Regions from separate parts of the Pan troglodytes genome. Here region 2 is linked to region 1. Evidence: chromatin contacts called from public HiChIP or PLAC-seq data. All regions are on one chromosome and are shown on one strand. The core of a region is the stretch at or near the end of the contact, and the rest is flanking DNA. Distances in the headings are between cores, read along the strand shown.

Region 1 (6,248 bases), core at 1,030-3,529:
TCAATGTCTATGTTTATCCAAAAGCAACTGTCTGTGGGACTATTGGGCCAGGTTTCATAACTACTGTCTTTCCCAATAATCTATATTATTGTTAAAACAAAACTTTAAGAATGCTTTTGTTCTTGGCTGGGCGTGGTAGCTCACACCTGTAATCCCAGCACTCTGGCTCACGCCTGTAATCCCAGCACTTTGGGATGAGGAGCTCAGGAGTTCGAGACCAGCCTGACCAAAATGGCGAAACCCTGTCTCTACTAAAAATACAAAACTTAGCCCAGCGTGGTGGTGCATGCCTGTAATCCCACGTACTTGGGAGGCTGAGGCAGGAGAATCACTTGAACCCAGGAGGTGGAGGCTGCAGTGAGCTGAGATCTTGCCATTGCACTCCAGGGTGGGGAACAAAGAGAGACTCTCTCAAAAAAACAAAACAAGGCCAGGTGCGGTGGCTCACACCTTTAATCCCAGCACTTTGGGAGGCCAAGGCAGGTGGATCACTTGAGGTCAGGAGTTCGAGACCAGCCTGGCGAACACAGTGAAACCCCGTCTCTACTACAAATACAAAAAAAAAAAAAAAAAATTAGCCAGGCGTGGTGGCGCGCACCTGTAATCCCAGCTATTTGGGAGGCTGAGGCAGGAGACTCGCTTGAACCCAGGAGGTGGAAATTGTAGTGAGCCGAGATCACACCATTGCACTCCAGCTTGGGCAACAAGAGTGAAACTCCATCTCAAAAAAAAGAAAGAAAAAAGAAAGCTTTCAGGACACCAGGACATTTCCTGGGTCTGTTAAGTCTTAGGTCTGTTTGGTAAATATTCTGTGACTAAGCATGCGTAACCTTCTGGGAATACAACCCAGTAGGTCTCAGCCTCCTTTTCCCCATCCCCTATTCAAGATGGATTGGCTTTGGTTAGAATGCCTCTGACCGGATCATGTGGGGAAGAGCAACTGTAGAATAGCTGAGTCCTGGAAAACAGGCCTCAGGGAACAGCAAAGGCTGGGGATGAGGAAAGGACAAAACACCACCTGCTCTGTTGCTGTGCAGGACTGAGCAAGAAGCACAGGATCAAACTCAAAGTTAGTCCCAGTCCTGATTTTGGTGGTAAGACCCAAGGAGAATTCATTAACAAACATGGTGCTGCCAGATACATTAATAAATCCCTAAAAGGGCCTGTAATTCAGTTGAAATGAGTTAGAAAAATCTTAAGGATCCTTATAAATTAAATAAAAACTCCTTGCTCTCAAGCAATCATTTGATTCACTCTATATCAACGATTGTGCACCTTAGCATCACCTGAGGATCTTTAAGAAAGTATCTGTGCTAGGCCTCATTTCCAAGGATTTAATTTGTCTGGGGATGGAGCCCCAGGACATTCGTAGTTTTTGAGGGCTTCCAGGTGATTCTAATGCATAGCCACGGTTGGAAGCCCTGCGCCTATCTCACAGGTGTGTGGGTCTCTACTCTCTGTGTCCGCTTAGTTGCCAGGAGGCAGCAACTTAGCCCACGTGTGCAAGATGCTTCCTTCCATACCAGGTAGGAATATTGCTCTCTTAAACTCGGAGTGTGCCTGGGCAGAAGCTCTGGAGCCCAATACCTGCATTTTACAAGTCAGATTGCTGCTTTTTGCTCAGTGCCTGTGTGCCTGCATACATGGGTCTCCTGATACTCAGGCACGGCAGATGACTTTCACCTTTGTTTTAGTGTTTTGCTCACTGCTGCATCTGCAGAGCCTAGAATGGTGCCTGGTACACAGCAGGCTCTCAATGTCTTATTAATGAGTTGCCTTTTCCAAGGCTGAAGTGATCGTGGGTGAATTCCAGAAGACCCTGCATCATTATTTATTTATTTATTTAAGACGGAGTCTCGCTCTGTAACCCAGGCTGGAGTGCAGTGGAGAGATCTCAGCTCACTGCAAGCTCCGCCTCCCTCGTTCAAGCAATTCTCCTGCCTCAGCCTCCAGAGTAGCTGGTATTACAGGCAACCGCCACTACGCCCGGCTAATTTTTTTGTATTTTTAGTAGAGACGGGGTTTCACCATGTTGGCCAGGCTGATCTCGAACTCCTGACCTCAAGTGATCCGCCCGCCTCGGCCTGGGATCACAGGCGTGTGTCACCGCGCCCGGCCTAGAGGCAATTTTCTATTTCTGACTTGTTAGGCTAGTCAGAGCGAGACGTCTTTACAGGTTTGGGCCGGCAGCTGGAAAAGGCACACGGCCCCGGGTTCCTCCTCCACCCAGCCCCACCCCTCCTCCGCTGAAGACCAGCCCTAATAAGGCAGCGACCACAATTAGAACCAGGTCAAGTGCACTCCGAGCAGGACAGTGGGCAGATCCTCTCTCGCGCATGCGAACAGCTTCTGTGCCGGTTCCTTGAAGAGCCGGCGCAGACTCAAGGCTGTTGCTTCCGCCCTTACTCCCCGCCGCTCGTCCCTGGGCGGGGCGAAGGCTGGGCTGGGGGAAGAGGCGTGGCGGCGCTGTGCGCGTGCACAAAAGGGAGCTGAGGGGCGGGGGCGCCGCGGCACAGCTGGTTTGAGCAACTGAACTGGAAACAAGATGCAGGTGAGCTAGGACGGGTCTCGGGTCTGGGGGCTGCGGCCCGTTCGTTTGTCTCGTTGGGCCCGGGCCGGCGGTGGACGCCCGCCCTGTGGGAAGCTCCGGCGCCGCAGGCACGAGGGAGGCCCGGCGTTCCAGGCCCTGCGCAGGCGCAGTGCGGGAGGGCGGGCGTGGTCCCACCAGGACCCACGGCCTGGGCGTCCCCGCCTCGGTGTGCCGGGTCCCCCAAACCTAGTCCTCCGGGACTATGTCTCCTCGCGGTCTCTACCCACCCGGGCCTGTGAAGGTCTTGCCAGATCCCGCCTAACAAAAGTTACCTCCTCTCCTGAACTCCCCTAAGGCACACCTGGGCAGAGGTGTTAGGAAGCGGAGGGTCCGGCCTGGGGTGTTCCGCACGTAAAGCAGCGGCACAGCCGGTGTTCCTGGCTCCACTGAGAGCCAGGTGAGGGCTTAGTTACACCCTCTTCCCCCGACCCTGGGGTCCAGTTGGGGCGTGTTCCCTATCTGACCGCTCGGGTTCCAGAGCTCCCCGCGAGGGTCCCTCTGTTTCGTCCTTTTTTTTTTTTTTTTTAATTAAAATAGGTAAAATAAATTATTTTTCTGTAGCTGCAATTTACTAGCGGAATTTGGTTAAAGCCTAAGGAGAATGAATGAAAACACCATGGAAATGGGCACTATTGTGGGCAAAAACCTATGCCAACTAAATTTTGTCACTGTCCAAAGATCCCGCAGTGGTCAGAAATTCTAATCTCTGCTTAGTGGCAGATGGAGAGGAGAGGGTGCGGGTTTTGCTGGGCAGGGAGGCATTAGGGGCTGGAGGGGAGGGCGTGTCTGCCAGGAGCCAGACACTTTTTTTTTTTTTTTTTTTTGAGACCGGGTCTTACTCTGTTGCCCAGGTTGGAGTGCAGTGGCTCTGTCACAGCTCACTGCAACCTCGACCTCCCGGGGCTAAGCCATCCTCCCTTGTCAGCCTCCAGAGTAGCTGGGACCACAGGCGTGCACCCACCACTCTGGGCTAATTTTTTGTGCAGATGGGGTCTCCCTATGTTGCCCAGCCTCAGCCTCCCAAAGTGTTGGGATTACAGGATGAGCCACCGCACTTGGCCTAGACACTCTTAAATGGTGAAGTGGTAGCTTGAGGGCTGCCCTGGCCTCCTTTGCATTCCCTGTCCTTCAGGTCCCTTGAGGCCTTCCCTGACCACCCTGTAGAAAGGATTCTGCTCTTTTTGTTTGTTTGTTTGTTTCTTTTTGAGACAGAGTCTTGCTCTGTCGCCCAGGCTGGAGTGCAGTGGCGCGACCTCGGCTCACTGCAAGCTCCGCCTCCCGGGTTCACGCCATTCTCCTGCCTCAGCCTCCCGAGTAGCTGGGACTACAGGTGCCCGCCACCACGCCCGGCTAATTTTTTGTGTTTTTAGTAAAGACGGGGTTTCATCATGTTAGCCAGGATGCTCTCGATCTCCTGACCTTGTGATCCACCCACCTCGGCCTCCCAAAGTGCTGGGATTACAGGCGTGAGCCACCGTGCCCAGCCTGGAAGATTATTTTTAAGCCCCCAGACTCCCATCACAGATTGCTTTCCACCCTCAGACGGAATGTCACCTCCTCTGTAGGGAACATCCCTATCTACTCTGTGGAATGTGGGTCCTGGGTAATTCTCTAAAATGGCAGCCTGTTTGTCATTGCACTTGCCACAGTTTTGTCTCTCTATGTATAGTTTGTATATATACTTGTTTGCTGCCTGTCTCTTCCTCTTGTCTGTAACACAGGTGACTCTCGCATTCACCACTCTTCCCCATTGCCTACGATAATTTACATGTGGTAGATACTTCAGTTTTATCTGTTGAATGAATCACTCAGTCATTATTATTATTATTATTATTATTTTGAGACTGTGTCTTGCTCTGTCGCCCAGGCTGGAGTGCAGTGGCACGATCTTGGCTCACTGCAAGCTCCGCCTCCCGGGTTTATGCCATTCTCCTGCCTCAGCCTCCCAAGTAGCTGGGACTACAGGTGCCCGCCACCACGCTCGGCTAATTTTTTGTATTTTCAGTAGAGACGGGGTTTCACCACGTTAGTCAGGATGGTCTCTATCTCCTGACCTCGTGATCCGCCTGCCTCAGCCTCCCAAAGTGCTGGGATTACAGGCGTGAGCCACTGTGCCCGGCACTCTCAGTCATTATTAAAAATATTGAACACATGCCAAGTCAGAGCCTTGGTACCCGTATTGATACTGGTCTGCACTCCCTATCCTAATTTTTACCCCAAGAATAGCTCCTCCATTCAGGGAGGGGTAGACAGGAAAAACAAAACAGGGGCTATGGATCTTTTGACACTTTCTCAGAAATAGTTCACAGACTGGTGTGAATTCCTCCCTTCCTGTCACTTTTCCCATTTGGCCCCTTGCCCAACATGGCACCCTACATACTAGACTTAGCACTCATGGTAACCTTGGTCCCGCTCTTCTAGGACCCCAACGCAGACACTGAGTGGAATGACATCTTACGCAAAAAGGGTATCTTACCCCCCAAGGAAAGTCTGAAAGAATTGGAAGAGGAGGCAGAAGAGGAGCAGCGCATCCTCCAGCAGTCAGTGGGTGAGTTCACTCGCTTTCCTCTGCACCTGTCTGGGTTAGGAGATGGCTCCCTAAGCCTCTGACTGCCCTGCCAGGAGACAGGTCGGAGTGCCAGCGTGGACACTCTGTGTCTGTGGGACCTCAGACAAAACACAGGGCGTCTCTCACCTTCACCTTCCTGAGCCATAGACTTAGGGGACTTCAGATATGTCCCACAAGTCCTTGTCCATGTCACATGAGCACTGAAGAAAATACTTCTTTCTGCTTTCTGGTCTGTGATTCCCTTTGATAATGTCATGGAAATTTGTTCAAGGTTTTTAGTACTTGTATTTTCCTGAGCATATACTTTATTCTCTGTGGTTTCATTGAGGATATTAACTAAAAATTGCTTCATTTGGGGAGGCGTAAGATGTTTGCAATGTGTGGGAGTCTGAGGGGGTTTTCTCAAAGGCAGTCGTACTGTCTGAATTGGAGTCCCTTGGAGTGCTGGTAACCCCACCCACCTAGTGTTTACTGAAGCAGTCTCTGGAATGAGGCCCAGGAATCTGCATTTTAAACAAGTGCCTTAAAGGATTCTGATGCGTGTCATAGTTTGAGAAGCACTGGTCACAGGGACTAGTACTTTTGTCCTCTGTTGACACATTAGAGCTAATTTAGAGAAGGATTTATTAGAAAGTATCCAGCGAGTGCTTACTGCATGATTATCATTGTCAGGTGCTTTTCTGGGGTTGGGGATTTAGCTATGCATAAGCCAGAGACAATTCTCTGCCCTCAGAGAACCAACATTCAAGTGGGGGAGACAGACAATAAACAATAAAGAAAATAAGGCAGTAAAAGGGACTAGAAAGGGTTGGAGGAGAAGCAGGCTCAGAGAGGGCCTCACTGAGATGACATTTGCATGGACCTGAAGGAGGTGAAGCTGGCATTTGGGTAAAAACCTGAAGGAGGTGAAGCTGGCATTTGGGTAAAGACCTGAAGGAGCTGAAGAACACATTTGAATAGACCTGAGGGAGTTGTTGAGACCTGAAGGAGGTGAAGAAGACATCTGGGTATTCCTGAAGGGGGTGACGTGAGCGAGTGAAACATGGGCCCTGGCATGGCTGGGAATCCCTGAGGAGCTGGAGGCGCTGG
Region 2 (6,248 bases), core at 1,735-4,234, 140 kb before region 1:
GAATGAAAACACTCTTAACTGTCCAGTGAGAAATACACCTGTAGTTAAGACAGGTTTTCATGAACAATAATAATAATATACAGTAAACACCTGTATGGGGTTCACTCTGTACCAAGCACAGGTCTCAGCAGGTACTAACTCACATAATCCCAGCCTCAGAGCATGCTCCTATTATTATATTTAAGGAAATGTTTCTAAGCACACATTTACATACTCCTAATCAAGAGTTTAAAATCTGCACAGGCAAGAAAAAAGACAGGAACAATACTGAATGGCATGCTCAAATAACTGATGAGCTCACATTCTCCTTCACGTACCTTCTGCAGCCTGGGGCTCACATTTCCTTGCTGTGTTTCCCCTGAACTGAGGTTCTTGGTTCCTCTTGTCACTGGATAGGAAAATTAAAAAAAAAAGCATTATTAAAAGTTACAAGATCAACTTAATACAACTTGGTTTATACTTAGGAAGGAAATAGTTAACCATTTTGATGATTCAAATATATTTGGCAGAATGGGTCTCTTACAAAGACAGGTTATATTTGGATTTCTTGGTAAATGAATATTCTAAATGTACCAAAACCACTAGCTGTTTAAAAGACTCTTCCATGTAACTTAGTGTGAAAAATGAAACATTTTTTGTAGCAAAAATAATCAAATCCAATTATGCCTGTTTCATATGTTTGAAATAGGTATAGGATTCCTATACAAGATGATCAATTCTTCCAATGCAAAATGTTCTCTGGATTTTTGTACTCCTTACACCTTTAGCACCTGGAAAATTTTAGCCAAATGCCATATCATAAATAACCAGAAACAAGCCAAAGTCATGGAATTAGATCATGGATTTAGGAGATCTACCAAAATAAACATACAACTCACTTAACATACCATAAAGCCCAAGCTGACTGGGACACATGCAGCACGGTCTCTCTCTGCCTCCCTTTACTCTAAGAACTCAATGCTAAAATTAAAAGCAATTTCCTATTATGTTGATTGAAAGATTAAGCTTTATATACAGTCATTCATCACTTAACAATAGGGATACCTTCTGAGAAATGTATCGTTAGGCGATGTTCTTCTGCAAACATCAGAGCGTTCTTCCACAAACCTAGATAGTACAGCTAACCACACACCTAGGCTATATGGTACAGCTGACCACACACCTAGGCTATATGGTACAGCTGACCACACACCTAGGCTATATGGAATCATCTATTGCTCCCGGGCTACTAACTTGTACTGCTGTTACTGTACTGAATACTGTAAGCATCTGTAATACAATGGTAAGTATTTGTGTATCTAAAATTAGAAAAGGTAGAGTAAAAATAAGGTAGTATAGTCTTATGGGACCACTGTTGTATATGTGGTCCATCATTGTCAGAAACATCATGTACAGCATTTGATGGTCCTCACATCCAGGTTATCCAGACGTGTATGAAAAGAAAATGAACTCCTGGGTTTCTGCAATCTCTAAGGTCCTGCAACCACCTCTCTCCCCTGTTTCTATTCCTGGCTCTCTCTCACCTTTTTATTGTATGAACTCCTCAAACACTGAAAGATGATCCGAACATAACTGCAAGTTGCCTGTGATGTTTACAAATTCTTTCCTTTCTTTGTTCAGTTTTGCAAACACTCCAATTTTCATTTCAGCGAAGGAAAGAATTTTCTGCTCAGGTATTTCTTTGAGATTCTATTCTTCAGGGTCAAGAGCAATTCTGAATTCTGAATTCCAATTCTGAGCCAAGATGGACTAAGCTCTTAATTGTAATGGGGAGGGAAGGGGAAAGACCACTTCTCTCTTTGTGTCTTTTCTTTTTAACCCAGTCACTGAAAAGAGTGAAGGAGGAGGTGGTTGGTGATCAGAGAGCCAGAGCTAAACTGAGCTGCCTAATTTTAACAGCGTCTGAGACATTTCTCACTCTGGCACTCTAAGCAATGCAATAACCCAACTCCTCATGGCCCAAAGCCCCAGACTCTGGTTTTCAGACAAAACAACAACAACAACAAAAAAAACCCACCGTTATGACAGTCCTGCCGCTGAGCTAACCAGAACCTGGCTGCACTACTTTCCATTCACTGCCCAGCCCTTTCCTGCCTTGCAGACTTGGAAAGCAAAAATGACATTTTGGAAAACCTGGTTCACCTTCCCAGCCAGAAGTGCAGAACTGCATGCCTCAACCTCCAACTTCGGACAGGCCTCCTGACAGCGAAGATCAGAGGCTCAGGGCACCCCGGGGCCCCTCAGGCAGGGAACGTGCATTCCCACCCCTGACTCCCCTCGCACCGAAGCTGCACATGCTCCTTCTTCCCTGCCTTCCTCTGCATGCTCCTTGGACCCAAGCGGAACCCTTTCTTCCTCTCTCCATCTACAATTACAAACGCAAATTCTCAGCCAAGGATGAAAGAAGTAAATTGTAGGCTCGCACAATATCAATAATTCCGCGGGTCACAGCATCCCGCACAAGGACGCCTTCTTATTGCATAATTAACGCGAGGAAGGCTCTTCCCGCTACTCCCGCGAACTAGGGAGGTCTTCAAGTCGCCAAAACACACCGGGATGTGGCTCGCCAGGACAAAACCCGCGGGTTCTCCGGTTTTTCCGTGCGCCCCGCGGCGGGGAGAGGGGCCCAGGCGCTGAAACCCCCCCGCCTGCGCGTCCCCGAGCTCACCCTACTGGAGCGGCGCTCGTCCGGGTCCTTAGGCTCCTCCCCTGGCCCTGGGGGCGCCGCGCGGGTCGGGCTTCGCCGGGCCTGTGGGCGAAGCGCGCGGGGTCCTGGGAGCGCGGGAGGCCCGCCCCACCTTGCCCCGAGGCCTCCGCGCCGCCGCCGGCGGCCTCCGCGCCGCGGCCCGTCGGGTCCCGGGATGTGGCGGCGGCGGCAGCGGAAGTAAGGAAGACGCCTGGCGCGCGAGACCGGCTTTGGGGGCCAGGACGCCGCCACCGCCCCACGCGGCCCCCTCGCGCCTATCCGGCCGTGCGCGCCGCCTGCCCGCGCGCGTCCCCGCCGCCGTCCCCGGCCGTGCGCGTTCCAGCGGGCCGCGGGGAGTGGGGAGGGGCGCGGCCGCGGGACCCCAGGCCCGGATCCCGAGCCTCCCTTTCTGCCGCTGCAAAAGCGTTCTTTCTGACCGAGACCTGCGGCCGGAACAAGTCCCGCTGGGCCTCCATCCAGAAAACAGGTTTGCTTTTTGAGAAAGAAAAAAAATCCCAAACTTGGAAAAAGGCAAAAAACCAAACCAAAACAACAACAAAGTCACGCACACACACAAAACCACCTTGGAAAAATACAAAAAATAGATAAGTAAATTTCTTAAATCCCCAACTTGGAAAAAGGCCACTTGCTTGCGTTAAGGGTAACTTCTAGCATTTTCTAATAAGCCTACTTAGTAAAAGGGGGACGTTCTATTCTTTAAAGAGCCCCCTTGGCTGTCCGGGTTGGGGATGTAACTGTTGTCTAGGTACAGTTGATTAACGAAGGACAATGATAACGGCCTGACCAGTTTACAGACCTGAAGAGTTGTAACTTCTTCACCTGCAGAAATGGATAAGGCCTGAGTCAACCTCAAAGGTATTGGGATTTTATTGCCCCAAAGAAGATAAACTAGTTTTATTTTTATACAACCTACGTGTTTGTTAACTACCCGACTATATCTGTGTCTATTTAGCAAACAAGTAAAATAGATACGTGTATGTATACACACACACACACACACACAATTTTCATCAAAGCTTTCAAGGAACAAGCGTTTTTGTTTTTGTTTTTTTTTCTTTTTTATTGGTTCCCTCCTTAATGAGTTAATAATATTGAGGGAGCTGGCTGTTTGAGTATTTCACTTCTAGCCCCATTACTAATCATGGTTTAAAGGTTCTGTCCCTCATGCAGAAGACGTTTACTGAGCCCTTTTTTGGGGCCCTGTGGTTGAGATGAGACATTGGGTTTCCCTTTGAGGATTTGAATCGATGCACGTGCACGGCAGAAAAGAAGTAAGTAAATGTGAAGCTTGGATGTGATGCAGCATATTATGCAGGATTTAAGGATCAAGGCTCTGGGAATCAGACCACGTGGATTCAGAGCCTTAGTCACCGCATCTGACTGTGACCTTGTCACACTCTCATCTCTCTGTGTCCCAGTCTTCTCATCTACAGAATGTGGTACTAGGCCGGGCGTGGTGGCTCACGCCTGTAATCCCAACATTTTGAGAGGCGGAGGTAGGTGGATCACCTGAGGTCGGGAGTTCGAGACCAGCATGACCAACATGGAGAAACCCTGTCTCTAATAAAACTACAAAAAAAATTAGCCGGGAGTGGGGGCACGTGCCTGTAATCCCAGCTGCTCGGGAGACTGAGGCAGGAGAATTGCTTGAACCCAGGAGGCGGAGGTTGCGGTGAGTCGAGATCTCGCCACTGCACTCCAGCCTGGGCAACAAGAGTGAAACTCCTTCAAAAAAAAAAAAATGTGTGGTACTAAAGAATATTGTAGAGGATGCATTTAAAATACAAAGCACAGTCATCCCGCAGTAGTAAACACTGCAACAAACACACACTATTGTCACTGTTATTACTGCATTCCCAAGATACTGTTCAAAACTTTAAAAGATGGAGTTTGTTTTAGAGGCTTACACATTGACAACTAAGGTGACTGAGGTTTTTTGGGTTTTTTTTTTTGGAGTTTTTCAAAATAGTTTCTCTTTTTTTCCTATAAATGAACGTCTAGGAAAATATTAGTATTTAGTCTTTTTTTTTTTTTTTTTTGAGATGGAATCTCGCTCTGTCGCCCAGGTTGGAGTGCAGTGGTGCCATCCCAGCTCACTGCAACCTCTGCCTCCTGGGTTCAAGTGATTCTCCTGTCTCAGTCTCTCAAGTAGCTGGAATTACAGGTGCGTGCCACCACACCCGGCTAATTTTTGTATTTTTAGTAGAGACGGGGTTTCACCATGTTAGCCAGGCTGGTCTCAAACTCCTGACCTCAAGTTATCCACCCGCCTCAGCCTCCCAAAGTGCTGGGATTACACGTGTGAGCCAAATATTTAGTCTTTGTAGCAGGAGGATTGTTTCTAAAATAGCAGTTCGCAAAGAGTGATCTCCAAAAAGTGGATCTTTAGGAGTCTCCAAGATCCTTTTAGAGGATCTGCAATGACAAAACTGTTTTCATAGTTGAACTGGGACATTATTTGTCCTCTTTACAATGTAGACATTTGCTCTGATTGTGCACAAGTAAGCACAAATCCCAGCAGTGGGACAACACCAAATCAGTAGTAACTGCATCCTTCACCACCATGCACTTGCAGTAAAAACAAACACAAAGTGTCACTGAAGAATGTCCCCCGTGAAGCAGTCATGTGCCTCATGACAGGGTGGGAAATGCACAGAAACAATCCTGCTGCATCCCAAGGATGATGGTTGCTGAAGGCCGTGCCCTTGTGCAATGGCCTGCGATGCACAAGCTGCAGCTCTTTTTTATGGAACGCCAGTTTTACTTGAAAGCAGAACTGACAGACAAACTGCAGTTACTCAGATTTGGGCATTTGGCAGACATTTCCTCCAAAATGAATGACATGAGCCTGTCACTTCAAGAAAAACAAATGATAGTGTTTGTTGTCTGCGATAACATTCAAGCTTTCAAGTGAAAAATCAGACTTTTGCAAAACCTGTATCCATCACTGTAAGTTTGACAGCTTCCCAATATTTAAAGATTTTTCTGATGAGATCAGAAGTAGTACTAACAACTAGTTGTAAAAAAATATTGTATAGTGATCAACCAGTTGTAGTGTAATGAGAAATATGTATTTGGCCTTTGACCCTGGTTCCTGACTGATACAGTTTGGCTGTGTCCCCACCTAAATCTCAGTTGTAGTTTCTGTCATCCCCACGTGTCATGGGAGGGACCCTGTGGGAGGTAATTGGATCCTGGGGGCAGTTACCCCCATGCTGCTGTTCTCCTGATAGTGAGTGAGTTCTCATAAGATCTGATAGTTTTATAAAGGGCTTCCCTCTTCACTCAGCACTCATTCTCTCTACTGCCGCCCTGTGAAGAGGTGCCTTCCACAATGATTGTAAGTTTCCTGAGGCCTCCCCAGCCATGCAGAACTGTGAGTCAATTAAACCTCTTTTCTTTATGAATTACCCAGTCTTGGGCATTTTTTCATAGCAGTGTGAGAATGGACTAATACACTGACATAAAGCACTTAAATCCCTTGGAGTTTCCTGGGTGATAGGAGTATCTTTTGTTCTAATGAAGCAACTCTTGCTGGGCC

The links. HiChIP or PLAC-seq counts read pairs in DNA pulled down with a chosen protein or histone mark.
Region 2: an H3K4me3 HiChIP or PLAC-seq map of stem cell-derived excitatory neurons shows a contact between it and region 1, with 7 times the contacts expected there. The contact joins the promoter of CHST10 here to the promoter of PDCL3 in region 1. A contact is called at or near these places in 1 of 7 Hi-C or Micro-C datasets (stem cell-derived neural progenitor cells) and 1 of 1 datasets of contacts at active chromatin or transcription factors (stem cell-derived excitatory neurons).

Annotation. Positions count from the first base shown.
Region 1 is chr12:22,369,739-22,375,986 of NHGRI_mPanTro3-v2.0_pri, reverse strand. It overlaps PDCL3 (phosducin like 3), which reads left to right and starts at 2,279. Exons shown (of 6, transcript XM_525834.7): 1 at 2,279-2,551; 2 at 5,012-5,138. The coding sequence starts at 2,546.
Region 2 is chr12:22,515,226-22,521,473 of NHGRI_mPanTro3-v2.0_pri, reverse strand. It overlaps CHST10 (carbohydrate sulfotransferase 10), which reads right to left and starts at 2,984. Exons shown (of 7, transcript XM_016949112.4): 1 at 2,669-2,984; 2 at 318-388.